Regions from separate parts of the Sus scrofa genome. Here all the other regions are linked to region 1. A link is a contact called in public Hi-C data. All regions are on one chromosome and are shown on one strand. The core of a region is the stretch at or near the end of the contact, and the rest is flanking DNA. Distances in the headings are between cores, read along the strand shown.

Region 1 (2,937 bases), core at 137-2,636:
CAAGATATTTTGGAAACCAAGGAACAGATTAGTTGACTGTTTCATTTGGGGTTTTTCTTTCACTCACTTTTCAAACTGGAGTTTGTGAGTTTGCCTGATAAAGTTCAATCAACTGGCTCAATAGAGAAGTGTAATCTAGCTTCCTGTGTCCAAGTAAGATTTTTAGTAACACCTTTTAAAATGATGAGATGGCAATTACCTCCTGTACCTCATACCAGTTCAAAATGAAATGAAATTCAAATCCATTACTTGGTTAAAAGGTCACATTCTAGTCCATCTTTGCCAAAATTAAACAACGCTGTAGTTTCCCAGGAATTCCCTATGTTTACAAGTCTTAAAAAATAATTATTCAAGGACATTTCAAAAGTTTGCATTAATTACCAAGAGAAAAAGACATTTTAAGAATAGCATAATAAGTCATAATAAGATCTCCCAAGTACATAAAGTGTTAGGGATGTACAGGAGTTGGTGACCAGCTTGGTTTCCACCAGGAAGGGTGCCTGACTGCAGATCTCCAAGGGCCTTGGCAAAGCCAGTGACCATGCCCTTCCTCAACACCCATGGAAATCCAGCAACCATCTAAGAGGGTGCCTGGAAAAAGATGCCCTGTAGGAGCAGTAATTTAACCTTTTAAAAATTAGGTTTTAAATGTTTTAAAAATTAAGTCCAGGGGCTTTGGGAGCACCTCTCCATTAACCCAAATACTTGCAGCATATTCTAAGTTACAATCATGCATATCATGCATGGAAAAAAATAGTGTGAGAAAGAACAGCTTGATCTTCAAGTAAAGGGTTGACGTCTAAGGATATTTTCTAAGGATTTCAGAAATGAAATGCACTCTCAGATGGCTGCTTTACCATGTTTGATAAGTTAAGGGAGATCATCATCATCCACATATATCCTTTTCTCTCCCCCTCCTCTTCCTTCTCCTTTCCCAGTTCTCCATATGTTTTCGCCTATATGTTTTGTGATTTGAAAGTTCCTAGTGTGTAACTATGTGGGGAAGGCAACATATTCCACAGCAATTGACTCTAATGGATATTATTCCAAATTGCGCTTCCCTGCAACATGCAAAAATTGTGAACTTGATACATCTTAACTGAAAGAGGCACAGAAAGCAGTTAATAAATATTGGTCAAGGCCAGCCTCCTAGAGTATGCCATCCCCGTCTCCATGTCCCAGCCATCACCAGATCGTTATGTGACATTTGAGAATTTGGAGGTCATATACAATTATCTCCAATGTAATAAAGTGGGTTAGAGTAAACATGGGGTGATCAATTAAAGGATAACTTAATCAGAAAGTACCCTTGCCTAAATACTGGGTGCTCTCTCTCTTGCAGTTGGCCATTAAGAACATTATTTGAGAATTGCATAATTATGTAGATCAAAAATGGAAATTGTGTGACAGGTCAGAGGGAAAAACAAGGACGTCAAAATAGAAGAAATCAACCCAAGGATTCTGGATTTTATAGCACCTTCCCAGGGCAAAGTAACCAAAATCAATGTCAAAGTATATCATCCTGATTCCAGGGCATGTTTTAAATGTGCAGAAACTGGATCCAAGTAAACATTTAATAAATATCTACTTTTTTAAAAAAGTAAATAGCTCTGGTCAGAGTCTGCTTGTTCCTTTCCATGGTCCCTCAGAGATGTGAAAGTTCTTGGATCGCTTTCAGGTTCATGCCTTCATAGTCACATGCCATGGAAGTTATTATTGGCCAAGAAATAAGTGCATGCCAATTCAGTTTGTGCAATATTAATGCTCTGGAATGTAAAAAGTGCCAACCATATGAACATATTGCTACAAATAATCTTGAATAATAAAGATCATATTTTTTAACCTTAATACAAGTTTATTTCAATTAAAAATCATCCAGAAGTGAATGGATAACCTGACATCAAGAAATGGCAATATATAAAACATAATCGATTAGTAGCCTTAATTTACTTTGCTATGTGATTCATCACTAACAACTTTTGAATATCCCTGATATATAGTGAATTGAAATCTCAAGCTACTGAATAGTTATTTGATGTTAACAAAGAACAGATTATATTCAGATCTTGTGCAGTTTATAGTGCATCTGATTTTTATTAGTGTTTGGCTGGTTGCTTCCTTAATTCTTCCAATTTTTTTTTTTTTTTACTAAAGTTGTTCTCAGTTGAGTTTAGCAAGCAAGATGAGCTCTCATTTTATTATCAAAGTTTCCAGCACATAATAATAAAAAGCTATGATGTAGTTGTATAAATATCCCAATTGCCTAGCAATAAGAAAGAACATACAAATAAGATAAATAATTATCAACTGAGGCACACTCCAGGAAATTATCCCAGTGTTTTTCTTTTTCAATTCTAAATCTATTGCTTTTTTTCTTCCAAGGTAATGGCACCATTTCTATTTGGAATACAGATATACTTTTTATCACATTCACATTTTTACTGAGTAGTTATAGATGGATATATTAGGTAGATATATTAAGAAAAACAGTATCATAATTAAAAATGTTTGAACATATCTAATGTTTCAGAAATTCTATTACTAATTAGCAATAACAGACTTTTTGTTTGTTTGTTTGTTTTTTAGGGCCACACTCAGGGCATATGGAGGTTCCCAGGCTAGGGGTCTAATAGGAGCTACAGCTGCTGGCCTACGCCAGAGCCACAGCAATGCCAGATCTGAGCCGCATCTGCGACCTACACCACAGTTCACAGCAATGCAGGATCCTTAACCCACTGAGCAAGGCCAGGGATGGAACCTGTAACCTCATGGTTTCTAGTCGGATTCGTTTCCGCTGCGCCACAAAGGGAAATTCAGTAGCAGACTTTTTTTAATGTTTCTTTAAGAAATACACAAAACAGCGTTCCTGTTGTGGTGCATCGGAAAGGAATCCGAATAGAAACCAAGAGGTTACGCGTTCCATCCCTGGCCTTGCTC
Region 2 (2,937 bases), core at 135-2,634, 430 kb after region 1:
ATTCCCATGGTATCTCGTTTCAAAGAATTCTACTGCTGTAAACTAGTGGATAAACATTTTGCCTTTTTAAAAAAAATGTATTTTTGATATCGAGTAGTAGGTGTGACAAGTAAAAATTGAGAGGAAAAGCATGAGTTGCTCTGGTAGGACAGGAAAAAGGATGATCATTGTGATCCAAATGTGGTGAAAATTATAAAAGCTACCTTCCCACTCAGAGTGTGAAAAGTATACCAGAGAATCTCCAGGACTTAACGTGTAGATCAAATTTAAAGATAGTCGCAATGTCACATGTTTAGATTCTAGAGCTCAGAACAGCATTTTTCAAGTTCCCGCTTTAGATCGCAGCCCCTGCAATATATGCATTACTTTTGTGAAGGGACATACCCTCTGATCTTTCTTTACTCAGCCTGCCTAGATTAAGTTCAGTTAGCCTATGATTTGGAAACCAATAAATAGCTACAGGGTGATTACCAATGTTTTGTTATTTTTCAAATGCTAAATTACCTCTAATCACACCCCCTCCATCCCACTTTTTAAATAGCTCTATTTATTCCCATTGTTCCCTCTGGAGCTAACTAGCAGGCTCTCCTGCAAAACCACATGTTCTTCTTCTCAGTGGTGAATTTTCTTTTCCCTGACTCCTCCAGGCTCAATTTCACTTTCCACTCTTATGCTTTATCTAACCACACCTCCTCAAATTGCATGTAAATTTTTATTTTTTTGTTTTACCCCCAAAGTATCTTAAGGTCTCTGAGCTCTCAATGTGTCAGAGTACTGCAAACTTACTGGATGGTTTCTACTAAAAAGAGGGAAAGATAGTTGCAGTGGGCAAACTGCACTTGATTTGTAAATTACAGTCCAGAGAAGCCTGCCTCTTCTAGCTTAAGTAATTGAGTTTGCAAGGTCAGTGTGACATGCATGACAGGTCCCAAAGAGCTCCCAGTAAATCAGTCTGAAGGTTTTGCGTGAACACCATTCACATAATTGTTTATACTTCCTGTCAGGAATCAAGTTCCAGTCACTGCAGTTAATCCTGGCATTTTAGTTTAACCTTCCTACCTGGGGGGAAAAAAAAAAAGTTATTCCATCACAAAGGCAATAGGAGGTGACAATTCATTCTCCCTCTACTGTGTTTTCTGAATATATACATTGAGTTCAGCCAAGTTTTCACTGTCGAAGGGGCAGAGGCATCAGGTGGCTCCATCATAATCTTGTAATAATTATTACATGCTGGCTGCATCCACCTTGGCATGCTCTCTCACAAGCCTTTCGCCTAGAATCCCTGACTTTTGAGTAGCAAACATTGTCTTTAGCCAGATCAGATACAGGGACATTTGGACTTTTCATAACCTCCATGCTAGAGTCTATAAATGGAGGAGCCCACCCTTTCCTCCTCCAAACTAACTGCTATGATTAAGCCCTGGAAGGAAGGGATGGGAGGTGTGTGAGTACATAGCCCACCAATGACTCAAGAGTCAGAATTTCCGAGGGAAAATATTTGATGGATTTCTCTAGGCTCTGGTGGGAAAGAAGAGAAGAGTTTTCCTCAGGGTGTCTCACAAGGCAGAATAATATAAGGCAAAGTTAGAGCTAATATATAAAAAGCATCTGGTGCATCCAGCACACTTTAACCTTGTAACCTTGTAATCATTTGGCACAGTGGGAAGAAATTCAGAAGAAAACAAAACTATGCACTCAATATCTTTTGTTTGACTGATACTTGGATCCTTCGGGATGGCCTTTTGAGCAACATATTGATGGGGGGAAGTTACTCTAAGGCACAGCTTGAGGTAAGGGCTGCAGTGGTTGGTCAGCAACATATAGAACAATGTATTATTTAAACTAACTTTCCAGTAGAAAAGAATAGTACTGTATATTAATTTTAAATATTGTAGCTACATTTTTTTGTCTTTTTTTCTTTTTGCTAGATTGTTGGGTTGATTCTCCTTGCTGATTAAGTAAAGCAACAGGAAAGTAAATTATTCCATTTCCTCGAGTTTGAAAAGTTAAAAAAAGAGGGAATGCTATATTCTGAATAAATCTAGAAAGCACATCGCTTTTTTAAAAATCTTAAAAATTAGGAGTCATGATGAAAAATCAAACAAGATTAGTCTAATTTCCTCTATTCAAAAATGTTTTGATGGAGTTCCCGTCATGGCGCAGTGGTTAACGAATCCGACTAGGAACCATAAGGTCACGGGTTCGATCTCTGGCCTTGCTCAGTGGGTTAAGGATCCGGTGTTGCCATGAGCTGTGGTGTAGGTTGCAGACACGGCTCGGATCCCACGTTGCTGTGGCTCTGGCGTAGGCCAGCGGCTACAGCTCTGATTAGACCCCTAGCCTGGAAATCTCCATATGCCGCGGGAGTGGCTCTAAAAAAGGCAAAGAGACAAAAAAAAAAAGTTTTGATTTTTATCAAACAAAAAGTAGGAGGTTTAAATTCCATTTTCTAAGCTTTAGGGTTATAGTTAATATATTCAGATAAAGTTATTACTGACCTGCAGCCCTGGGTTCTTTTATTCCTCATGCAAACTATTAAATGATATCTTTATTGAGTTTTCATCAATAAGTATTATTTAGCAGGAAATCTCAAATAATGGCATAGCCCTAAATTAGGAAGATTTTCAACGAAGTTATGATAGCCTTCAAATTATAAATTAGTACAAACAATGTAATTTAAAATATGGGGAAACTTATTCAATATTAGAATATTAAATATTAATTAAACATTTTGATTAAATTTTATTTAATTAAAAGTGTTACAGGCCAATAAACTGGGAGATGAGTTTTTGAGGCAAGGAATAACGACTTTACTTGGAAAGCCAGCAGACCAAGAAGACAACGGACTAATGTCCTAGAAAACCATGTTACGCCAGCACAGTTCAGACTTCTATACTAAAAGGGGAAGGGGGTGTAGCTGGCTGGTACAAACTGCTC
Region 3 (2,937 bases), core at 236-2,735, 400 kb after region 1:
GCATGAGGGCCTTGGAAAGCCATTCTGATTGCAAATGCAGGCCTCTCACTTTCCCGAGGATGATGATGGATGTCTCTCCTAGAGGACCTTGGTCCACTGGAGAAAATATGGCATTTGGTAAATATTTTGAACACAGATATGTTTTCTTCCTAGGAGAGTAAGTGTGCATTTCTCTGTGAGTATCTAATGCTCCAAATCTCCAAGTGCAGATTTGGAGTATGCTTATTCTAAGTACTGGCCACTCTTTTTTCAACCATTTGATGATTTACTATATTATATTTAGTGCACATTGAAGCCTGCACCCCAAAAAATGCTGATAAGAAGCATAGTTCTCTGAAACTCGGTATCAGGCATGCCTGTGAACTTTGGAAAGGCCACAGATATTCCATATAAATTACCAAAATAGATGCTCATTTCCTTCGAAGACTTATTTAAAATGGATTGTTGGTTGAAATCCAATGAGTGCTGGCAGATTTCCACCTCCCAGGGAGCACCGTGGTAATTACAACTTGTTGGCATTCTTTTCAGCAATTTCAGAAGGGATACCAAACCGAGAATTAAGCACTCCAAGAGGTTGAATCATCCTTTCACCCTTGAATGTACTCACTTCCTTTGGTTCTGGCCAAAGTTTTTTGGAAGATATTCTCAGGAACTTCCGTTGCTGTTATAAGCAGTAGAAAAACAGAAAGCAACAACCAGGATTGGGTTGCTGCGGCAGAAACAAAGATAAATGCCTCTGATCCACTGTGTTAGTAGGAGGCAGTGGGAGGAATAAGTAGACTTCAATCATAACTGTTGCACTAAACTATCAACCAGGACAGTGGATTCCATTCTTTTTTTAACTTTGAAAGTAGCATTTTTAAAAAAACTCTTTGTTTAAATTGCCCTCCTTCCTCCTAATTCCAAAAAAAAAAGATTATTCCAGAAATCTTCCTGGCATTCCAGTTTGATATAAGGCATTGTCACTGATGGTCTTCAAAAAACTCATCTCTTAAGGGAGAAAAGATGCTATGTCGAAAAGTCAAAGCAACAGAATCACAGACTTTGAAAAACTTATGTTCACCAAAGAGGACGAGGTGGGGGGAATGGAGGGATTGACTGGGGGGTTGGGACTGGCACATGCACCCTGAGGTATATGGAATGGTTAACCAATGAGACCTGCTATATAGCACAGAGAACTGTACCCCATATTCTATGATAATCTATGTGAGAAAAGAATCTGGAAGAGAATGGATATGTATGACTGAATCACATTGTTGTTTAGCAGAAATTATTATAACCTTGTAAATCAACTATATGTCAATAAACTTAAACAAAAAAAAGTAACACTCCTTGGGAATAACGTAGGAACAGTCCCAGGGAAACTCGTATTCCCTAGCCAAACGATGAGGATCAGGAAGTGCAGATGCACCCTGAGCCAGGAGGCCTCTCCACCAGGAAGACCTGAAGGAGAGAAGGCTTAGGTTGGGTTGCATCAGAATGGACAGAGGGGAGGAGGGTGCTGGTGAGCAAGGGGATAAGGCAGGAAAGAATGAGGTCTGGAAGCAGAGGAACTTTATCAAGAAGCCAACTGTATTAGTTTGCTCTGGCTACCTTAGCAATACCCCAGACAGGGTGGCTTAAACAATAGAAATTTATTTTCTCTTGGTTCCAGAGGCAGAAAGTCCAAGCTCAAAGTGCAAGCAGGGTTGGTTTTTCCTGTGGTCTCCATCCCTGGTTTTCAGTTACCTTCTTACCGCTTTGTCCTCAGAGAGTCTTACCTCTGTGCCCTGCCCTCCCAGCGTCTCTTCCTCTTCTTACAAAGACACCAGTCATGTTGGATCAGGGCCCAACTTAATGTCCTCATTTTAACTCAATTACCTCTTTAAAGTCCCATCTCCAAATACGGTTACATTTTAAGGTACTAGGGATCGAGGCTTCCGTGTTAGAAGTTTCAGAGACACAATTTAGCCCATAACAGAAATGAAACAGAGCCCCTGACTTGGATGGTTCCCTGCAAGTGCCAGAGGTTAGAGTGGTCCATGTTGTAATCAGGAGACACTTCCATATAAGTTTGTCTGGTAAATTGCCAAGTGAGATGTCAAAAGAAAAGAGCCTGAATCTTCACATTTCCAGTAATTCCTATGATGTGTTTTTTCATTCTAAATTGATATTCACTTTCATATCTAATTTTGTATTGGTAATGTTGTCATCTTTTTGATAAAGAGGGCATCATCCAAAATTGCAAAGCAGTAGGTTTCACAAATGGACCCACTCTTCAAAGTATGAAATACACATCAGATTTCAAAGTCTTACTGGGAGATTAAGAATGTAAAATCTCTCATTAGTACTCTTTATATTGATCATTTGTTGAAATGATGATAGTTTGGACATATTGGGTTAAGTAAACTATCTCTATTACTAAGATTAACTTCACCTGTTTCTTTTTTAAAGAGGCTACTAGAAAATTTTAAATGACGAAGGCTGCTACATCATATTTCTATTGCTCCAAACTCTCATAATACATCTATCTCATGACACATACTTCTCTCCGGCCCTGCTAAAGCCTGGAGCTTGTAGGGAAGCAAAGGCCAAGAGTGCCATCTTCTCTTACCTTCATGCAAATTGTATTCCTAATTTGGATCTGAATACATTTTAACTTAATCATAGTTGCATTTCGTGGTTGGGGCCTGAGTATCATCACTTGAGTTCTTAAATAGGTTTTTTCTCTCTTGGCTGGAATTCCAGTCATGTTGGCACTGAGGAAAGAATATTTAGAGTTTAAAACAGATGACTTATAAACAAACAAGCAAAATGAATATGTATAAAACCTTCATAGTAAGCGGCTATTTTAGCCTCCATTGTTGAAAGACTCTTACATAAAAGCTTTCCACAAGAAGAGCTGAAATGCTTATAATTATTTTATCATGGAAAAATTTTATGCTATCAAAGTGACTT
Region 4 (2,937 bases), core at 312-2,811, 380 kb after region 1:
TTCAAATTATAATGCTTTACTTTCATATATATATATATAGGAATATATATATATATATATATAATGGAGTGCTTGTTGTTTATTGGAAATTGACATTCCGATGGTGTTAGCCAACCAAGTATTTCTTTTTTAAAGTTTCCTTCTCAAAAATACGTACAAAGAAATGTTTCAATACCAATTAATGCTGATAGTTTGGTTTGGAACATTAAGCTAGTTTTATGTATTCTCTTTTTACCATATTTAATGAATATCTTTGGTGGTCAGTTTTTTCTTCTAGACTTTTAAACCTTTATTGCAATGCAGAAAAATAGCAAGGGAATAATAAAAAATAGACATAACATGAAAAAGTAAGTCTTCACAGACGCAAACAGATTATATTATTTTAAATGTGCATTGATTATTACTTAAATAAAGCACAGCTGGCTTGAGTACAGAGATGTGACACAAGATATTAAGCACCAGTTGAGGGAATTAGAAGACCATCTTGTCTGATGGGCCAGAGGAGCAATTTTGAATGAGTTTCTATTATGTGCACTCCTCTGTACAAAATGATTTAAATATAGTCTTTCACATTATCCTTTAATAAACCTATAGTGTTACTCTCCCCATTCTGCAAATGAAGACATTAAGGCACAAATACATAGGAAGATTGCAGAAAATCACACAACTACTAACTGATAGAACTAGGATTTCATCCAGGTCTGTTTGATTCCAAATCCTAAGCTCATTTCATTATAGCAGAGAAAGAAGGCCCCTTTCCTAGAAAACAGGATGGTGTGGAAGAACAGTATCACAGAAAAATAAGCAGCAGAAGCAAGAGGGACGCTATAGTAGGAAACAAAGGGTTCTGGAATCACCAGGTGGTGCTTGGATTTTATAAACACTTTTGAAATTTTAACAAGTAGATTTTGGGAGCTTCTGATGAAGGAGCAATCAGATGGCAAGAGCCAAGGGGAAATTTTTTTTTAATTAATATCTTACTTGCCTTTTAAAAGATGTATCTAACCTCCATGAAACATTGTCAGTATACCACCAGATTCTGATGTGGAATGTAAATTTCCCTTCTCAAAACTGTTTTAGCACAGTGGCTCAAAACCCAACCAACATAGGATCATCTGCACTAAAGACCTTTTTTGGTTAAATTTCCTTACCGCAATCAGAAGGGATTGAAGATATGGGGCTTCCTCTATCCCTTTCTTATTTAAGTTAGCAAGGGTGGGTAATTTAGTGATTTAATAAATATGTACGTTTTGAGGGTGGCCCTAAGTTTCCTGCTGTAACATCTGTGTTATCTTCTGTTGCACAGTACTGTGAATGCCAAAGTTTGCCAAATATAATTTGATGAAAATAATCAAAAGGCCTTCTAAGACATCGGAATTTCATTCTTCTTTGTTGTCTCTTAGAAAAGACCTAGCTAAGTCTAGCTGCTGCTTGGCAGTGCTTTCCTTGGCATTAAGAAGTGGAAGCCTTTGGAAACAATTTTTCCCATTATGTGGAATAGGACGCTGAGTAAGAATTCTGGTCACCAGCCAGTTTTTGAGGTCTCTTCCCAATCTAGATGTCTCTCGTTGGGTGTGCTGCCAGAAGCAATCATCCGGGTCAGTGATGTCTAACATCTCCCAGGGAGACAATGAGGTGGCGACACAACAGCATTTGTTTATTTGTAGGGAAAACTCGTGAAAGGTGATGACCCTAGTGCAGAGCTGAGAAAACCCAATGAGTTTAAAGTGGCTAAGAACTGAAGACTGAAAAGATAGTCCCTTCACCGTCTTGTGCACAGGGTAACCTCCAGTACTCCCTTGGCCCAAGTCTATGCCATTAAGTTTAAAATGCAGTCACCTAACACCTTCTTATGTAGGGCTGCCTTTCATCACTCAGCCCACAGCCTTTCTTGCCGACATTCTGGGCTGTGACTGTGTGGTTGTCATTGAGCTTCTTGTGCAGGGCACACATATCCATGGGAACAGTTAACAATCCCTATTTGAAACTATATTTCAAGGGGCACTGTAATGCAATAGTAAATCAAAGACCATGTTTAGTTCCTTGTGATGTATGGATTCACTCTGATGTAGAAAAAATAAATATGCTATGTATGTCCACACCTCTCTCCTTCGTAAGAACACAGTGTTTATAAAACAAATGTTATAAAAATGGATGAACTGTGAGTGATCCCAAGGATAGTTACTTCTTTTCTTAAGGGTAATAAGAAAATAATAGTTGATTAAAAGATCCAAAGAACATATCATTCTATTTTATGTGTTCACTTATTGGGAGTTGTATTTAACAATTTAGGATCATTTGGTCTCTGATGAAAATGCACTTTGTGCTTTGAAGTTCTTGCTTGGATCAAAATTGTAGAATGTAGAGACTTTCCTTACCATTTCTGCATGAACCTCACTTGTCCCACCAGACATTCTGCTCAGGCCTCCATCTTTATCTGGGTCATCCTTATTCTTCCTTCCTGAAAATTCAAATTTCATGTTTCCTCTGTGCTCAGAAACCTACCTTGTTCAAACCATTATCAGCCATTCAGATTTTTTTTATTGTGGAAAAAAAGAAAAATTCACAATGAGTATTTAGTGTTTTCACAGTGCTAAGCACCATCACCATTATCTAGTTCCAAAATGTTTTAATCACCCCAAAAGGAAACCTTCATAACCATTGAGCATTATTCCCCATTTCCATTGCCCCCCAACACCTAGAAACCACAAACCTGCTTTTCTGAATGTGCTCTTCTGTATATCTCATGTAAATGCAAGTATACAATATGTGACCTTTTGTGTCTTCACTTAGCATAATATTTTGTTTCATCCATTATGTAGCATGTATCAGTATTCCATCCCTTTTATGGCCAAATAGTATTCCATTGTGTGATTATACTACATTTTATTTATCTATCCATCCAATTATGGGTGTTTGGATTGTTTACGGTTTTTA

What was found. Hi-C and Micro-C count contacts between places; a contact is called where the count stands out from the background.
Region 2: a contact with region 1 is called in a Hi-C map of fetal heart ventricle, with 4 times the contacts expected there. The contact joins two enhancer-like sites. A contact is called at or near these places in 2 of 47 Hi-C or Micro-C datasets (embryonic fibroblasts and fetal heart ventricle).
Region 3: a Hi-C map of retroperitoneal adipose tissue shows a contact between it and region 1, with 1.8 times the contacts expected there. The contact joins two enhancer-like sites. A contact is called at or near these places in 4 of 47 Hi-C or Micro-C datasets (embryonic fibroblasts, epiblast stem cells, fibroblasts and 1 more).
Region 4: a contact with region 1 is called in a Hi-C map of fetal heart ventricle, with 3 times the contacts expected there. The contact joins two enhancer-like sites.

What each region holds. Positions count from the first base shown.
Region 1 is chr17:1,668,535-1,671,471 of Sscrofa11.1, reverse strand. No RefSeq gene overlaps it. Among named protein-coding and RNA genes, the nearest start is that of DLC1, 33 kb to the right of the region's middle. Within about 2 kb of position 1,386, at least 12 of the 83 cell types and tissues checked have an H3K27ac peak or open chromatin away from gene starts, as enhancers often do. A contact at or near this core is called in retroperitoneal adipose tissue, where this site is marked.
Region 2 is chr17:1,239,733-1,242,669 of Sscrofa11.1, reverse strand. The region is part of intron 5 of DLC1 (rho GTPase-activating protein 7); the gene reads left to right. Among named protein-coding and RNA genes, the nearest start is that of KIAA1456, 180 kb to the right of the region's middle. Within about 2 kb of position 1,384, at least 4 of the 83 cell types and tissues checked have an H3K27ac peak or open chromatin away from gene starts, as enhancers often do.
Region 3 is chr17:1,266,114-1,269,050 of Sscrofa11.1, reverse strand. All of the region lies in intron 5 of DLC1 (rho GTPase-activating protein 7), which reads left to right. Among named protein-coding and RNA genes, the nearest start is that of KIAA1456, 210 kb to the right of the region's middle. Within about 2 kb of position 1,485, at least 10 of the 83 cell types and tissues checked have an H3K27ac peak or open chromatin away from gene starts, as enhancers often do. A contact at or near this core is called in retroperitoneal adipose tissue, where this site is marked.
Region 4 is chr17:1,287,000-1,289,936 of Sscrofa11.1, reverse strand. The region is part of intron 5 of DLC1 (rho GTPase-activating protein 7); the gene reads left to right. Among named protein-coding and RNA genes, the nearest start is that of KIAA1456, 230 kb to the right of the region's middle. Within about 2 kb of position 1,561, at least 8 of the 83 cell types and tissues checked have an H3K27ac peak or open chromatin away from gene starts, as enhancers often do.